Regions from separate parts of the Triticum aestivum genome. Here region 1 is linked to region 2. The links are chromatin contacts, called in public HiCAR-type maps. All regions are on one chromosome and are shown on one strand. Each heading gives the region's core, a stretch centred on a gene start, on an enhancer-like site or on the middle of the called end of the contact. The rest is flanking DNA. Distances are from core to core; before and after follow the strand shown. Region 1 holds the start of LOC123189963 (probable metal-nicotianamine transporter YSL9). Region 2 holds the start of LOC123189961 (probable metal-nicotianamine transporter YSL16).

Evidence for each region. HiCAR-type assays count read pairs that join an accessible place to other places.
Region 1: a HiCAR-type map of leaf shows a contact between it and region 2, with 6 times the contacts expected there. The contact joins the promoter of LOC123189963 here to the promoter of LOC123189961 in region 2. A contact is called at or near these places in 1 of 5 Hi-C or Micro-C datasets (leaf) and 1 of 1 datasets of contacts at active chromatin or transcription factors (leaf).

The regions. Positions count from the first base shown.
Region 1 is chr2A:644,410,657-644,415,126 of IWGSC CS RefSeq v2.1, forward strand. It overlaps LOC123189963 (probable metal-nicotianamine transporter YSL9), which reads left to right and starts at 3,028. Exons shown (of 8, transcript XM_044602501.1): 1 at 3,028-3,538; 2 at 3,804-4,233; 3 at 4,332-4,470. The coding sequence starts at 3,855.
Region 2 is chr2A:643,981,893-643,986,187 of IWGSC CS RefSeq v2.1, forward strand. It overlaps LOC123189961 (probable metal-nicotianamine transporter YSL16), which reads left to right and starts at 2,504. Exons shown (of 8, transcript XM_044602499.1): 1 at 2,504-2,607; 2 at 2,948-3,387; 3 at 3,564-3,736; 4 at 4,128-4,225. The coding sequence starts at 3,012.

The sequences.
Region 1 (4,470 bases), core at 1,778-4,277, 430 kb after region 2:
ATGTTTTCTTTCTTTCTTCCTCGCTCGTTCTCTCCCGTATCCCAAATCCTCATCTCCTTCCGCCGACGCAGCAACAGCCACCACCGGCCACCGACCCGTCGTCACTGGCGGCAGCCACCCGCTGCAAGAGCTAGAAAATCTCTGTTGCACGTACTACCACCTATTGCAACCGCTCCACTCGCTTCTTCTCGTTCCTAGACGCAAATATAGCAGCGCTGCGACCCCATGATCTCGTCGTCGACCAGGGACGCTGCAATCTGAATCTCGCCACGGCGGCGGACCTGCAATGCAACATGCAACATGCGTGGTGCCGTGTCCTTGCAGACCTCGTCGGCCGGGGAGCTGCAGTGCAGCACGTGGTGCTGGCATGAATAGTAAAATAAAAATTCAAAAAATTGTAAAAATAAATTGGTGTCAAAGAATGACAAATATTTTAAGTGCCTACCAAGTTTTATCAGGGAACGACATTCGTGGAAGTCGTGGCAAAAAGACATTCTATATGGGAGTGCTGATTGTTTTTTTGCCACCAATTTTTTTAGATTTTTTTAATTCTTTTAGATTTTACTATTCATGGTGGTATCATAAGAGCTAAAACTTGGATGGGCACTTTCCAACATTTTTGTTATAAGAGAAAATGACACTGATATATAGCTGATGTTTTCTGAACATTTTGGTGTCTTATTTGCATTTTTCTGGTTTAGTATGAATTAGTTATGAATTTTTCAAACTGACGGTCAAACGGTCGAAGGGCAGAAGCATAAGAGGAGAGAAGTGACTTGGACAAAACCGATGACTTTTGGAAATTAGGGGTAAAACAACCGAGTGGGACACAACTAAGGGCATAAATCTAATTATCCCTTTATGTTTTAGAATTTTGTGAACCAGACAAACATTAAGATATTTGTGTGGACGTTAATTTTTTTGGAAGAAGTCTGAAATAAACCTTGAACTTGTAGACGAAAGCTAAATCGAATCCCAAACTTCAAATCCCAGAAATCAACACATCGGACTCTCTGATCCCAATCTATTTTGAACCTTGAGAGAGTTCCCAAACAGGGATTGTTGACATGGCATGTTAAATCCCGGGATTGTTGCACGTGGACTCGATTGGGCCAGCCCACCAAGCATGAAGCTTTTTTCTTACCACGCGACGTAAAAACCGGAGTCGAACTTGGGACCTGGCAAAGTTGAGCTTATCTTGATAGCCACTAGAACACATGACTATGAGTGATATAATCAGAGGCCCGAAATAGTTAAAGACACACCGAAACGTCGAACTTTGAAAACATTTTTAGGGGCAAACAAATATTGAAAACATAAACAATTTTGGAAATGGCCAAACATTTTATAAAGTGTGGGCACTTTTGAAAATTCCGAATACTTTAAGAAAACAACTATTTTTTTGAAAAAGCAATCAGTTTTGAAAAGCGAACACTTTTTGAAATATAAACATTTTTGAAACCTGAAGAAAATTTTAAAGTGCGAACACTTATGGAAAATTTTAAAAATGGAAACAAATTTTGAAACCTGAAAAAATGTGTAAAGAAAATGTTAATGGCATCTAAAAAACATCACGAGTTTAGATAAACGTATGTGGCATTTAAAAAAATGTTTGTACAATGGAAAATAATATTCTTGTGATTCAAAAAAAATGTTTCATCCATAAAAAAATGGTAGCATTTCAAGAATGTTCATGAGTTTCAAAAAATGTGCTTGTGACCTTTAAAAAAGCGTATACAATGTAAAGAAAAAGGTTTGCATGATGTAAAAAATAATGCCATACCCTTAAAATACTATATGTGACATGTGTTTGAAAAAGTGTATACAATTTAAAAAATGTGTAACAATGTAAAAAAATGTCCGTGTAGTTTATAAAACTAGTAAATGTGTACGTGCAATGCACGTTGATATTAGGTAATATATTAATTACACGTAAGTATTAGGTAGGATATTATTTATGCATTAAGTATGTGATTAGCATTGGCATTAATATTTGGTATGCTATTAACTGCACACTAAACATGTTGAGCGCTCACCATTGGAACAACCTGAGTCGTTAGATTGACCTGATTTGACGGCCGGGATTTGTTGGATCTGCCCCTTTAGGTCTTTTTATATTGGTATAGATGTTTATTGTCCTTAAGAAAATGTAAAACATCTATTTGAAAAAGTATTACCGTGTATTCAGAAAAGTATTGTAAACTTGTATTTAAAAAAAATTATCTAATGTATTTGAAAAATGTCGAAAGTGTATTAGAAAATATTACACATGTGTGCTAAAATTGTGCATTGGGCACTGAGAATAATTAGACATGTGTAAAAAAGAAAACCGGTTACCGATAAAGAAACAAAATAAAAGCAAAAAAACAAACAATATGAAGAAAAAACAAAAAGTATAACGAAGAAAGGAAAACCAGATAAAACCATTGGAAAAACAAAGTACAATGAATGGAAAAAAGCAGAAGAAAACCAATGAAAAACCAAAGGAAAATAAAAAGAAAAAAAACAAAGAAAAAGGAATACCAGCTAAATCCTCTCGAGGTTTAAAATAGGCCGGGATAAGAGAGTTTGGTGTGCTGATTTTAGGTACTGAGAGTTCAGAGTTTGATTTAGATTTCGCCTACAAGTTCAAGGTTTATTTTGGGCATTTCCCTAAAAAAATATGGAATAATATGAACCGTCAGACATATTTTTATACAAGTTTTTAGTCCTCGCCAAAAACAAACAAACAATAAAACACATTTGATTTAATGAAAGAGGCGCTTCCCGGACTGCTTTGGAAGCAAGCCACGCAAGGAGAGTTGCCTCCTCTCCCGAATCTCATCCTCCTACTCCCCCCGATGAGATTCGGGAGTATTTGTTATGTATCTTGATCAGGTCAGTGATCACTAGTTCGCAAAAAAAAAAGATCAGTGATCACTGATTAGTCCTTTCCGACGAGAATCCGCGTGATTTGCTGCGTATTACTCCGTCTGTTCCTCTCCCCGCTTCATTTCTTGCTTTTCGAGTCGACGTGGACTCGCGGCCTCCTCCTCCGAGCGGTGCGTGCCGGGGAGCCGTCAGCCGTGGCGACCACACGCCGAAAGTTAAGTTAACCAGCTGATTTATGCGGGGTCACCGAAGCCGACCCTTCTTTCAGCTACGCAATCGCGTCAGTTAACGATTTTTCAAGCAACCGTAGATCGATCTCGCCCGGATCTTCGTTGACCCCGCTATTTTTTTTAACTAAAAGTCTTTCCAATTTCAGCCCCTTGGTCTGGAGTTCTGATTGGACGGGGCTCGTTCCCGAGCGTTGATAATGAGATATTTTATCGACGATGCGTGCCGAGTAGGAACTCCCGTCAGTTTGCTTGTATGCATCTGCTACACAGCTCCTGCACCGTTGTTTGCACACAAGCTCTCGGCCTCACGGGGAGCACCGAGTGCTGCGGTGAGGAGCAGCACTAGATGATGGAAGGCCAAGAGGACAAGAGGCCTTCCATCATTTTCTGACGGGGGCGCTCCCAAGCTTTTTGGTCGAAGCTAGAGGGCCCGGCAGGTGAGATTTTTAATCCATGCTCTCTGTACGCGCAATTATCCATTCTAACCGAAGAATCAAGAATGTCCTCCTTGCTCCATGGATTCTGCCTTGGAATCACTCACAGCTCTCTCAAGAGCTCACTCGGAGCTAGTAGTAGTACAAGTGTAGAGCTCACTAATGATTAACGAACATCGTGCTCTGTCCGGCGGTCCGATGACTCCTCCGTCTCCCCCCGGACTCGAATCTGACGCCGCGAGAATCTGCCCCCACTATGTCTATGCAGCAGGACAGGCGGAGGAGGCCGCCGCCGCCGTCGCCGGGCGTCGAGCTCGCGATGGCGCCGCACTCGCGGGACGGCCGCAGAGTCCGTTTCGAGGAGATCCGCGAGCTCGACGGCCACGGCGACGAACCAGAGCTGGGGGCCGGGCACGCGCGGGGCCGCGTGCCGCCGTGGCGGGAGCAGCTGACGGCGCGCGGGATGGTGGCGAGCCTGGCGGTCGGCGCCATGTACAGCGTCATCGTGATGAAGCTCAACCTCACCACGGGCCTCGTCCCCACGCTCAACGTCTCCGCCGCGCTCATCGCCTTCGTCCTCCTCCGCGCCTGGACCAAGGCGCTGGCCCGCCTCGGCGTCGCCGCCCGCCCCTTCACGCGCCAGGAGAACACCGTCGTGCAGACCTGCGCCGTCGCCTGCTACGGCATCGCCGTCGGAGGTCAGTGCCGGCCACACATCGCATCTGCCAATTTGTCAAGTGGAGACCTTGGATTGAGACGCGTCCTTGGATTTTTCCCTTCCCTTCCCTTCCCACAGGTGGGTTCGGGTCCTACCTGCTCGCGCTCGACAAGAACACCTACGAGATGGCCGGGGAGGAGACGGAGGGCAACGTGCCGGGGAGCTACAAGGAGCCCGGCATTGCGTGGATGACCGGCTTCCTCCTCGCCGTCAGCTT
Region 2 (4,295 bases), core at 1,254-3,753:
GCGACAGCGCTCGTCCTTTTTTAAGCCGACCGTGCGGCGGGGCTGTCCTCATCCATACTCGCCGTCCACATCTATCCACCTTTGCTCCCTCGTCGCCGACAAACCCTAGCCACCACAACCACGGTGAGATGGGCCTCTTCTCCGGCGCCAGCGGCAGCAAGGCCAAGGCCAAGGCGCGCCAGGCCGCGGCTGCACAGGCGGTCGCACAGCCCCCCGCCCCGGCACTGCCCGACATGGCGGCACTCTGGAACACGGCGTTCGCCTGGGCCGGGCCAGCGCCGACGCTCATCGACCTCAAGGACCCCGAGGACGACGACGCCGCCGCCTAGGGCAGCGCGCCGCCTCGTAGTTTAGCATGTTTTTATTTTTTTTAAATGCAAATGTGGACGCGTGGACTCTCGCCGGCCTTCGTGGCCGGCTTTAATGTTTAATTAATGTTGTTTTTCTTTTTTTTTTAAATATGCATGCGTTCATTTTTTTTTGGCGTCGTCAAAATGGGTCTCAGGCCAGTGTTGGGCGTAGACGCCGACCCAAATGCGAAAGCGGGCATCCATGTCCGTCTGGCCGATCCAAACGGACAAAAAAACGAATGAAATCGTGTCTGTTTAAGTCGGCCCGTTGGAGTTGCTCTTATTGACGGCTCCTGTGCAGTTCGTCACGCAGATAGATGGAGAGGTCACAGGCAGAGGGGCGCTTCTCGGTATCTGAATTTGATGCGTGGCAGCATAATCTTCCTGTGTCATGTGATGCTCTGCTTCATCATGCTTGGTTCTCTGGTTTAACAAATCTTCTGCCCTGCTCCTATATTATTTGCCAACAAGGAAGAAGTGACGCCTGCTCGCCCCTGCCTTTTTTTCTCAGGCAGCTTGTAATTTCTGTCGTGTGTGCACGCGTGTTTTTACTGAAAATGTACGCAGGGGATTTCCCACTTTTTTTTTTGGCGGGGTAGGATTTCCCAACTAGCTAAGTAGCTCTGTGTATGACTTTGCGGCAGCACCTGGACAGAAAGTCTGACGTTCGGAAGTTACATCCAGCCAAAAGCTAAGGCTGGTCACAATGGGCAAGAACATAAGCTAGTAACTTCACACTTCTCTAGACTATGTTACTACCTTCATAGTGGGTAGGAACATCTATGTAGTGTCATGCAACGATGTATTTATTAGGTTATAGACTCATTGTTTCTTGGAGTGTGTGATGTTCCGGTAACTTAGCTAGTTACCACAAGCACCTCTCTCTTCATTAAATACGTGCCACATAAGCAAAATTGTATTGAAGTGTGTGATGTTACTCCTAAGTTCCTCCCCACTGTGACCAGCCTAAGCTAAGCTCATTGAATGGTCCGACATCAGCATAGTAGAGTGATGCATGTATATCATTTTTTTGCTTTAAATTGCGTGCCAATTAATTGAGTTGGGTTTTTTTCTTTTGCGAGAAAACTTTCGATCTATTCATCTTCAATTATGGCCGTCATTGCTTCTTCCTCACCGGAGCCGGGTAAAACTTGTTGTAAGTAGAATCAGGAAGATGTCGGGCTAACACCCAATAGGACCAGCGCAACAAAACAACAACTACCGCCGATAAAGAGAATCAATGCCATGCATGTGTAAACGTAGCCCGCAAAATTATTCAACAGCAACCTAGGACGATGCTACCGCCTACTGTTATAGTACGTACCATACCACACGAAATAAATCAATAATTGGGCAAAAGTGCTCTGCACACACACGATTGACTGCTGGACGATTTGTGCCCGACAGGAGCATGAGCCACACGGACTAAAAACCCCAGCTGATCCTACTTATCGTCTGTGGGTCGTGCGTTCATACGTCGTGTGTATAGCAATGCTCATAATTGGGATCATGCTACAGGAGAGGAGACCTTCACATTCAAACTCTTGCGTTCAGGTAGCACGTAGCCGACTAGGCGTAGTGAGTGTGATCCCAATCACGCTAGACAGTGCAGACACAACAATATTACGCACGACTAACGGACCAAGGCATATCGCATACGGCAGTTTCGCCGAAGCTTCAGAGAAAAGTTATTTTTTTTAAATGTTCAGACAAAAGTTTCGTAGTAGGACTACTGCTGCTGCTGCTGTTTAGTTTAGCACAGCCGATCCAGTGAATCCAATCCAGTCCAACGAGCCAACCACGTGGAACTGGCGCAAGTTGATCAAAAAACAAAGATATACTACTGCTCGCAGCCACCGCGCGCGCTCCGGGCGACGATCGGTCGCCATCCCGCACCCAACCAGAGAAGAGAGGTCAAGTGGATCTCAAGGAAGGAACAAGCGCTGGCGTCCGGCGAGGTCGTCGCCCCAGAAAAGATCGCACATCACTGACCGACCGGTCCGTTTTCAACGCCGTCCGCTCCCGTTGTACTGCAGCCCCCAAACTTCTCCCCGTTTTGTACTTCCGCGCGCATGCGGCAGCCGCAGTAGTACATCCCCACCCGTCTCCGCTCGTATAAATCCCGCGGCCCGCCCCGCGTGCGTCCGTGGGAGTGTGCGTGTGTCCGCGCGCCGTTCGTTCCGCGAGCCGAGCCGAGTCGAGCGAGCGGGCGGGTGGCGGGTGGTGGGTTTTGGCGACCGGATTGCAAGAAAACCAGGTGAGTCGCGCGGCCTTCATCATCTTCCCGCCCGGTTCGGACGCTACGTCTCCATTCCTGATGCGTTGATCCTCTCACTCGTTTCTTGCCATGTCTGGAGCAGAGCGGATGCGCCTAGCGTTTCTTTCTGTTTTCTATTAGTACTAATTAATTAATTAAATAATCTTTTGCGCAAAAAAGGCAATTGTTTGTTTAATACCAGCAGTTCATCGCTGGTTAGTCAACAACCCTTCACGTTACCACCGCTGGCCGGCGCACGCACATGGACGTCTTGTGCCTGGTAGTATATTTGTTTTTGCGCGCACGCATCCATGGGCTCACGGCGTTCTCATCCCCGCAGCGCCGCCGCCGCCGCCGTCGAGGAGCTCGAGCTGCTCGCCCGGGGGGCCTTCGCGGGCGCCGGCATGGACCGCCACGACCTGGGCGCGTCCGGCGAGATCGAGAAGACGCCGCGCGAGGCGGACATGGAGTCGGAGCCGGCGGCGGCGGCGGCGCGCGCGGCGGAGCGCGTGCCGCCGTGGCGCGAGCAGGTGACGGCCCGCGGGATGGTGGCGGCGCTGCTCATCGGCGTGGTCTACACCGTGATCGTCATGAAGCTCAGCCTCACCACGGGGCTCGTCCCCACGCTCAACGTCTCCGCCGCGCTGCTCGCCTTCCTCGCGCTCCGCGGCTGGACGCACGCGCTCCGCCGCCTCGGCATTGCCTGCCGCCCCTTCACCCGCCAGGAGAACACCGTCGTCCAGACCTGCGCCGTCGCCTGCTACACCATCGGCTTCGGCGGTAATCAAGCTCCCCCGCTCCATCCCTCTCCCTCGCGCCGGCGCCCGGCCTCATCAATCAATCACCCCCAATTCAGCACCCCGGCCATTGCCGAATCCATTTCTAGATCAAATCTTGATTACTAGCTTGCTAACTACTGATTCGTGCTCTGCGCTGGATCCTGGGCATGCATGCAGGCGGGTTCGGGTCCTTCTTGCTGGGGCTGGACAAGAAGACGTACGAGCTGTCCGGGGTGAACACGCCGGGCAACGTGCCGGGGAGCTACAAGGACCCCGGCATCGGCTGGATGATGGGCTTCCTCCTCGCCATCAGCTTCGTCGGCCTCCTCACCCTGCTCCCTCTCAGAAAGGTACAGTTCAGTACAAACGATTCCATTTCCATGCTCCTGTGCTCTCCTTCTCTGCTCTCTCCGTGTCCATGGCGAGCCGCACTTCCTGATTTTTCCCGGGTCGTTGCTGTTACTGTCAGAAGAACTGAAACTTTGGCATTGCTCGCAAGACCGTAGCATCAGGGTTGCGGTCACTGACGGCGATTAGTCCCCCCACCTCCTACCCAAAAAATTATTTTCTCCCGTTCTCACTTGTTAACCGGAATTTCAACATCGACGACCAACCCCTAACAAGTCATATCATTTTCCACAATGCTGACGGAGCCTAGTCTGCGTTTTATTTTCTTCTTGATGAGAAAGATATTTGCAATCGATTTTGTAGTCGAAATCGCTAATAACCAAACACTTTCAGGTACTGGTGATCGACTACAAGCTGACCTACCCAAGTGGGACTGCCACTGCCGTGCTCATAAACGGGTTCCACACACCTCAAGGAGATAAGAATGCAAGGTCAGACCCTTTCTTTTGCGTGAAAAGCACATCTTTTTATTCCCGGCTACGATGAATCAAATCGTGTTTC